3 separate regions of the Mus musculus genome follow, and regions 1 and 2 are each linked to region 3. A link is a contact called in public Hi-C and promoter capture Hi-C data. All regions are on one chromosome and are shown on one strand. The core of a region is the stretch at or near the end of the contact, and the rest is flanking DNA. Distances in the headings are between cores, read along the strand shown. Region 1 overlaps Cstf3 (cleavage stimulation factor, 3' pre-RNA, subunit 3). Region 2 overlaps Abtb2 (ankyrin repeat and BTB (POZ) domain containing 2). Region 3 has its middle 7.5 kb from the start of A930018P22Rik.

Evidence for each region. Promoter capture Hi-C pulls out the DNA fragments that hold promoters and counts their contacts. Hi-C and Micro-C count contacts between places; a contact is called where the count stands out from the background.
Region 1: a contact with region 3 is called in a Hi-C map of liver, with 4 times the contacts expected there. The contact joins two enhancer-like sites. A contact is called at or near these places in 8 of 39 promoter capture datasets (the 3T3-L1 cell line, cranial neural crest, embryonic stem cells and 5 more), 3 of 15 datasets of contacts at CTCF or cohesin (the NIH/3T3 cell line, large pre-B cells and pro-B cells), 15 of 484 Hi-C or Micro-C datasets (B cells, the HL-1 cell line, adipose-derived mesenchymal stem cells and 6 more), 1 of 115 datasets of contacts at active chromatin or transcription factors (embryonic forebrain) and 2 of 9 other capture datasets (embryonic stem cells and pancreatic islet).
Region 2: a promoter capture Hi-C map of liver shows a contact between it and region 3, with 3 times the contacts expected there. The contact joins two enhancer-like sites. A contact is called at or near these places in 5 of 39 promoter capture datasets (the HPC-7 cell line, hippocampal neurons, liver and 2 more).

What each region holds. Positions count from the first base shown.
Region 1 is chr2:104,662,479-104,665,178 of GRCm38.p6, forward strand. Cstf3 (cleavage stimulation factor, 3' pre-RNA, subunit 3) reads left to right here. Exons shown (of 21, transcript NM_145529.3): 18 at 816-969; 19 at 1,591-1,685; 20 at 1,819-1,879; 21 at 2,239-2,700. The coding sequence ends at 2,441. Among named protein-coding and RNA genes, the nearest start is that of Gm6306, 46 kb to the right of the region's middle. Within about 2 kb of position 1,428, at least 6 of the 459 cell types and tissues checked have an H3K27ac peak or open chromatin away from gene starts, as enhancers often do. A contact at or near this core is called in liver, where this site is marked.
Region 2 is chr2:103,577,523-103,580,222 of GRCm38.p6, forward strand. All of the region lies in intron 1 of Abtb2 (ankyrin repeat and BTB (POZ) domain containing 2), which reads left to right. 8030431J09Rik (a long non-coding RNA gene) reads left to right here. Exons shown (of 2, transcript XR_866592.2): 1 at 1-2,700. Among named protein-coding and RNA genes, the nearest start is that of 8030431J09Rik, 6.7 kb to the left of the region's middle. Within about 2 kb of position 1,284, at least 47 of the 459 cell types and tissues checked have an H3K27ac peak or open chromatin away from gene starts, as enhancers often do. A contact at or near this core is called in liver, where this site is marked.
Region 3 is chr2:104,128,953-104,131,652 of GRCm38.p6, forward strand. No RefSeq gene overlaps it. Among named protein-coding and RNA genes, the nearest start is that of A930018P22Rik, 7.5 kb to the left of the region's middle. Within about 2 kb of position 1,324, at least 41 of the 459 cell types and tissues checked have an H3K27ac peak or open chromatin away from gene starts, as enhancers often do. A contact at or near this core is called in liver, where this site is marked.

The DNA of each region.
Region 1 (2,700 bases), core at 178-2,677, 530 kb after region 3:
GGCCCTGCTGGTTTGAAAGGAGAAGGTGGACACCCAATGCTCTCTCTACTTCCTATTAGCTGTGAGATCTTCTTTTAAGCTCCAGTCCATGCTAGGAATGTTACTGATTTCCTCAAAGAGTGAATACAATCTGGCTAAGAATATATGTTCAAGATATGTTTCTTTTCTCCTGTACATTGGAAGGATGTTCACTGCATTAGCGAACTGCTGTGAGCCAGTGCAGTGCTAGTGATCCCCATCTTGGCTTTCATGAAGCAAGAATCTCACTTAACCCAGGCTTTTCGCTTTTACTGAGATGTTAATCCAGTGGAAGGAAAGTATCAAAAAGCAAAGCTTTATCTTAGCTGGGCATGGTGAGAGGTGCCTTTAATCCCAGCAGTGGGAAGACAGAGGCGGCTGGTCTCTGTAAGTTTGAGGCCAGCTGAGTTCCAGAACAGCTAGGGCTACAAAATGAGACCCTGTCTCGAACAAACAAGTCTAAACCTTTTCCTTCACATCACCCCACTCTCTTCTTGGTGCCATTCTTACAACTCTTTTCACAAAGTCTTGTATCTATCTTGCAATGATCCTGCCTGGAGACAGTCTAGTGATTCTTAGCTGGGGTTGAGGTAAATTTTTAAAATGCAACCTTCAAAGTGAATGGCTTCCCTTGTTGTGTTGAACAATCTTTATCATCATGAGATTTCCTTTCTCCTTCTCCATCCTTCCTGTGCTTATAACCCAATTATTCCTACTGTATCCTCAAGATTGTGGAACTGCACAATGCTCTGTAAGACCCTTTTCAGGTTTAGGATTCTTCTGTTCTGCATTTTCAGGATGTCTCCCGTGCTAAGCTAGCTGCTATAATTCCAGACCCAGTTGTAGCTCCTTCCATAGTGCCTGTTCTGAAAGATGAAGTGGATAGAAAACCTGAGTACCCTAAGCCAGACACTCAGCAGATGATTCCATTTCAGCCACGACATTTAGCACGTAAGATCCAGAACTCAGACGTTCGTTTGATTTCAATCCAAGGTGTGGGAGGGAAGTAACCTGGCCTTTTCCACTGTAAGTTAACTATTAGACTTGGGGTCACAGTGAGTTGACAGTAATCTTTGAACTGCAAACACTAAGAATGTTTAAAAAACCAATCAACCCAAGCCTCTGAACACTGCAGACCTCAGTTGCCCATTTCACACATGCTGCAGTGTGCAGAGTACTCGACCAACTGGAAACTCACTGCAGTTGTGAGTGGTTAGTAGCCCCTCTAGGTCCTCTTTGAACAAGACCCTTTTGATTAAATGTGCTTTTGAACAAGTGACTTCAAACAGGATTACTAAACACTGTAACTCAAAAGTAGTAAACAAAAATGTCTTTTAGAGCAGACCTGGCTGGCTTTACATGAAGTCACTTGTCTGATTCCCAGTGACCTAAGACTGACACTGAATTTCCTGTCCGGCCTATTTCATTTGGTCACTTGGTTAAAGCACTACAGCCCTTTGTATGTGTTCAGAAGGGAGCGGCAGGGACATAGAAAGTTGTGTGCAGGTCACTTGACTTCAGCTTTCTCACATAGAAACTGTGCCCATGTTTCATGCCTGCTTTCTCCCTCAGCTCCAGGCTTGCACCCTGTCCCCGGTGGAGTGTTTCCAGTGCCTCCTGCCGCTGTTGTTTTGATGAAACTGCTCCCACCTCCTATCTGCTTCCAGGTTTGTTCATTGTACACACTGGTTCTCTGGGTCGCAGTAATTATATGGGTTTTTGTTGTTGTTTTTGTATAGTGGGAGGTACAACAGTGAACTTGTCAGGTAACTGAGCTGAAATGTACTCGTGTCATGATAGGGTCCTTTTGTACAAGTGGATGAGCTGATGGAAATTTTCCGAAGATGCAAGATACCAAACAGTAAGTAACAGAAGCTCATTTTCACTGCGGAATCTACATTGTTTCCCAGAGAGAAAGGATTGTTCTCTTCAGCAAAGTCTCTAAAGCCAAGTATCCAGTCTACAGAGGTGCAGGAACAGCCTGGAGTAAGCTGGGCCTTCTGCAGTGTGGGCATATACTCTGGTAACACACAATCAGAATCCTGGCACGTGTGGTGGTGCACTGTCTAATCTGTCTTAGCATTTTCTCGGTTTTAATGGCAGCTGTAACTTAGTAGCAGCAACACCATTCCATGCTTGCTGACAGGCTATGGAATGGGCAGAGCACTCTTCTATAGTAGCATCGTCGTAAGCGATGTTCTTTTTGCTCCATCCCAACAGCTGTTGAGGAAGCCGTGAGGATCATCACTGGTGGGGCCCCAGAGCTGGCTGTGGAAGGCAACGGCCCAGTGGAAAGTAGTGCTGTACTGACTAAGGCTGTCAAAAGGCCCAACGAGGATTCAGACGAAGATGAAGAAAAGGGGGCTGTAGTCCCCCCTGTTCATGACATTTACAGAGCACGGCAGCAGAAGCGAATACGATGAGTCGGCTTAAACCTACCTGCCTCTGAGAGAAAAACTCTTACCCAGGACTCCTGTTTTGCCTCTTAAGTCATATGTTTTAAAGAGACAACACTTTGTTACAAGGTTTTGGAAACAAAGTTGTATTGTCATTGGTGCCTCTGTCATATGGTTCTTGAGAAAAAACCCAAGCCTGTGTGGATTTTGAATTTGGAGCAGACCTATCCTCTAAGCAAGATTAGGTTTTAAATAACAGTACAAAATGACAACGCCACATCTTGTT
Region 2 (2,700 bases), core at 34-2,533, 550 kb before region 3:
GTATACAACAGTGTCTAGAACAATTCAGCACAGAGAACTATAGACTTGGATTGAGAAAGTTCTGGACAGGAGCTTGCCCTCTCTGTGACTGGAGTGAATCACCCCAGTTTTTGGATCTCTGTGGTATGAGGAGGTTGGACTAGAGTCTCTGGGGGCCATTCTGTCTCTGGAAATTTTCTGGACCCCACAAGAACTCTGTGAAATCAGTTCCCTGGGATTGACCCCTGTAATTAGTATCCTGAGGAAAGAAAAAGTCCTGGCTGAAGCAGGCTGTGGGCTGGTGAGACTAGACGCCATCTTTTTAACATTAGCATTTGCTGTGATTGTTACACTTAGGTTTTGCTTCGCCTTCTCCCAGAAGGATGAGTTCTATGTACTTCTGGCTGACATAAACTGCTTGACAGCTGTGTCCAGGCCCTGGCAGGCCAGCACTGTGGTGAGGTCCAGCCCCGAGGTGACTTCATACAGCTGGTGTTTGAAGCCTGCCTACCCAGACTAGGGTATTTATAGTAGGGGAGAAGCTAGGAAAAAATAAATACTCTACACCCTTCTCTGTCCTACTTGGGACACAGATAGGCATTGTGAGGAATGTAGAAGGCAGTGCTGCACAAGCCAGCACGATATTTTTAAATGCTGTTTGTTGGGGTTGGCAGGCCTGATTTTTCAAAAAGGAGGGGAAATGAGAGTCACTGAGGATGACAGGAGGCCAGGAGTTCTAAAAAGCCAAGATGCAGAGCTTGTTGTCCTGAGGTGTGCAGGCTTTAACTTCTCTCCTCAGTCCCAGAGTTTGAGCAGGACTTGGGAGGTTAGGCTGAGAGGCGAGATTAAACAAGCTTGTGCCCTTCTCTTCCCTATCCACCTCTCAAATCCTAAGGAAAGTCAATGAAGTGTTCCAGATAAGGCAGGGGTCCCTATGTATGAACTGGGGACCTGGTGGTTTGGTCTTCATCTCAGAGCTGGGTAGATCAAGTTATACACGGAGACAAAATTGGAAAGCAAATTGCTCACAGCTGTTCTTTTGGACTTAATCCTCCCAGGGCAAGCAGGACAAGCCAGAACTATGCTGGGATTCAATACAGGAGTGTAATACAAGGCCCCGGGGTAGAGCTGCCCTGAGAATCATCAGAATATTCCCCTATCATGGGACCTTTGTAAAGTCTCACAGATGATATTGTCTATTTAGCTAGTCTCTGAGGAGATTACAGTGCGTAGGGACTCTGGGTTAGGAGCTAGGAGGAAAGTTCAGTTTGCGGTGCATCATTTGTTCAGCAAATATTTACTGAAGACTTTGTGTGGACTGGGCAGTGTTCCGGGGAGCATGGCTGAAAGTGAAGACAGGAGGCACAATGGAGGAGCCACAGTAAGGGCCCTCATGGCTGGAGAAAGCAGCTCCCAGTAGAGGGAATAACAAGGAACTGTTCCTGGTTGCTGTAGACCGCACGGAGATGAGCGTGGTTGGGTTCCTCATGGAGCAGAAGGAAGGAGAAGACGAAACAACACAGTGTTATTGCATAACAGCGCCATGTCTTTAAGGCTGAGTGTGCTGTGATGAACTTGAGCTGATTGACACGATTCCATTTGCAGTTTAAGACGGTTATTCTCTCTGCCCTGTTGGGAATGGACTTTAGTATCAAGTGTAGAAGTGAGATGATCAAGGAAGAGGGGTTTGCAATCATTGAGGTAAAAGAGGGAGGAACTTAGACAAAGTGAGGGTGGGACTTGGACAGGTTGGTCGTGGATGTGTGTATGGTCAGAGCCAATGGTATTTACCTACAGTTTGGTATGTGAGTTAAGAGAGGAAAAACTGAGTGACGACGGTAAGGCTTATGGGCCAGGCTTCACTAAAGTATTGAAGGGGCAGGACTAAGCCAGAGACTTAAGTGTAGATTTGGTTGTTTGTCCCAGATGTAATCTACAGAGATAGTAAGTAAGAAGCTGGGTAGGAGGCAAGGCCACCTTATACTTTCTCAATCGTGTAATAGATTGAATAGCTGTACTCATTTGTTTTTCCAGAGGCATAGCCCAACAAGACTGGTCAGGACTTGGGCAAGAGAGGGTTAATTTCTATTTAACATGTTCAGTTGTTAGCCTAAAGAAGCTCCTTTGTAGATGGCCAATAGCCTACACAAAGGTGATCAGCTCTACTGTTTTCAGTCATTAACACGTGGTCTGTTTAATTAGGTCCACTAGTTCTGTGAACTACTTGGAACTTTGCATACATGTTCTTCACTTCTGGAAAAAACTATAACCCATGTTCAGGCAGCTTTGGATTCTTGCAAGTCAGTCATGAGTGAGTCAGGAATTGATATTGAAAGAATGTTCATAGGATACTGTGTATATCCAAGGGCCTGCTCTTCAGAAGGTGGGGGCATAGGGTAGTTATGGATGGGACCTTATGGTTGCCACTGCCTGACCATCTGTTGTCTCAATTTTCCTCTGCTATTAAACGGGGATATCACAGTTCTCATCAAGTAGCTCTTTCATTAATTCCCAGCAGTAGATTCATGTTATCATCACCTGGAGAGCTTAAAAATATATGTGTCTGTGACTAATATAAGGGCCTTCCTTCAGAAACTCCGAAGGAAATGGTGTGGAAAAGGGCTCAGATGGTGTGGGAAGAGTGCTTGGGAACGTCTGGTACACGGCTAGCACTCAGACATTAGCTATTATTAGTGGGCAGAGCATCACTGTTCTGGAGTG
Region 3 (2,700 bases), core at 74-2,573:
CATTCCGTCATTGCCAAAGCTGGCGTGTGAGCACAAGGTCAGGTGGCAACCTGGTTTCTCAATCTCGGCAACTCATTCCGATGGTTCCAAAACACTGCGCAGGCCAAAAGGGTGAAAGAGGAAATTCCTTGAGTTGACAAACTTTGTTCTACTAAGACCCTTGCAGCCTGACAGTCACTCTGGATCCATTCCCCCAGTGCCTGGAAGAGGACAGACTTGAGTTCGGGTATGTTCAGTGCTTCTTGTTTTCCTTGAAAACTTTGGACTTTCAGACAGGTGACTGCTGGGGGCAATGAGAATCGGCCAGGAAAACCAGGTACAGAGCTCAGATGGAGACAAAGTGGGGAGGAGGGGGTAGGGGCTGTGATCCATTACCTCCAGAGAGTCCAGAGTCCAGAGAGCCCTCAGGGGCTACCCAGATAAGTGGCTCCGGCTAAGTGCTCAGGTGTGGCAGTGGACAAACATCTCATTTAATGCCTCCCACCACATTGTGGGGTAGGTCTCTCTGAGCAAGTTTTCTAAACAAGAAGCTAATGCTCCCCGGCCAGGTCACTTCCCTCCAGGCATAGTCAAGGAGCTACAGAGCTAGCTCAGAATCTAGGTCTGCTAAGGCTGCCCTACAGGTTTCTTCCTCAGTGAGCATGGCTGCAGAAACCCCAGAAAGCAGGACATAGTGGTCACCGTGGCCCAGCTTGGAAGGCTAAAGCACACGCATCATAGCATGTTTAAGACCATCTTGCTCCACACACTTCCAGGCCACCCAGGACTATGTAGCAAGACACTGTCTCAAAAGCCAAAACACACCAACCAGAACAGGGGCTGGGGAGACAGCTCGGTGGGTAAGAGTGCTCGCTGTGTACACATGAGGATCTGAGTCTGGATTCCGAGCACTCACACACAAAGCTGGGAACAGCTATGGTGCAGTAACTGCAGTGCTGGGGGCTGAAGAGGGTTGCTGGCCAGCAAGTCTAGCTCCAGGCTCAGCAAGAGACCCTGTGCCAAAGGAATAAGACAGCAATTGTGCAGGATACTTGATGTCTTCCTCCAGATTCAGTACATATTAACACACCTGGACATATACCACACACACTCACATACCACACACACACACACACACACACATCCCACACACTATCCTCCCAAAACCCAACAAAGCAAAACCCCAAAACTAAGAGCTGTAAAAGTTGTGTGTGACAACACAATGCAGAGATTGAATTCTGACCCCTCCCAGGTGTTCTCCTGGTACTCTTGAACTGATTAGGTGACACAGCAGGCCATGGAGGATGGTACGCCTGGCATTTGCTTGCCAGTGTCCACACACAACAGCCAGTTGGCGAGCACTGGGTGTAACCGCCTGCTCTGGGTCCCTGAGATAACCCAGCCCTACCCTCCTCAGACAGCTGCAGCAGCCAGACACAGACTTCATTCACACCCGCCAAAGTGGCCTCATTTCTTGCAGACTGCACATCTCAAGTACTAACTTGTCTGTGCTTGGAGCTGTTGTGGAAAATCAGAGGCTTTCAGTGGCTGACTGGGAACCAAAGCCATCATGGAAGGGCTGACAGTATTCTGGTATTACTCACTTACTTCAGCGCTGTGGGATCATACGATTGCTGATCATGTGATTGCTTCTCTGGAGACAAGACAGAGTGGGAGAAAGAAGCTGTTTCTCCAAAGAAAAAGATGCCTGGCAGTGAAGGAGACCATGATGGAAGCAACTGCCTAGGCTTAAAAAGGAGTAGAAGAGTCAGCTGCAGGTGTAGGAGAGCCAACTATCCATTTTTTCAGGAGTTCTACGAGCAATTTATCAAATGTAGTCACCATTAACAAACTTTTAGGGAGTCTGAGACAGGGAGTTGGGAGTCTGAGGTCTGTCTGAACTTCATAATAAATTCCAAGTCCAGGACTGGAGAGATGGCTCAGCAGTTAAGAGCACTGGCTGCTTTTCCAGAGGTCCTGAGTTCAATCCCAACAACCACACGGTGGCTCACTATAAAGAGATCTGATGCCCTCTTCTGCATGCAGGTGTACACACAGCAGAGCACTCATACACAAACAAAATAAGTAAAAATAAATAAATCAAAGTCCAACCTGAACCACACAGCAAGAACGAGTCTCAAAAGTTAAAGTCTCAAAAGTTAAAGTTAAATTGTATCAATTTACAACAGACTGGTGGCACAGCTCTGCCATCCCAGCCCCGGGAGGGTCAGGCAACAGGGTGCCCTCTTCTGGCCTCTTCAGGGACTGCATGTACATGGTGCATATGGCTAAATGCAGACACAAATAATGATAAATAAAACTTTTAAAAAATGACAACACATGTTGACAATTCTGAACTTCCTAATTATTTTGTTATATCTATGCTCAAGATAATTTACCCATGTTGGGTCTATAGGGTGGAAATAGCGCATAATTGCATCTCTTCCTGATGATGCACAGGGAGAATATTTACACTGTGAAAACAGGCACATGTACTGATGCGGGGTTGTCTTCCCCTTCCCCCAGGAGAATGTCGCTAAGCACCAGCACATCCCCAACTAAATGGGGAGCAAAAGCACAGCCTTGTTTGTAGCTGAGCTACAGGGGTAGCTGCTTGGGAGCAATCAAGGCCAAACTGAAATATATATAAGCTAGTTGCTTCCCCTGGCTTGATGTGTCCCCTCAGTTACGGAGGGGGAGAAGTCCTGAAAGAAGCAGCTG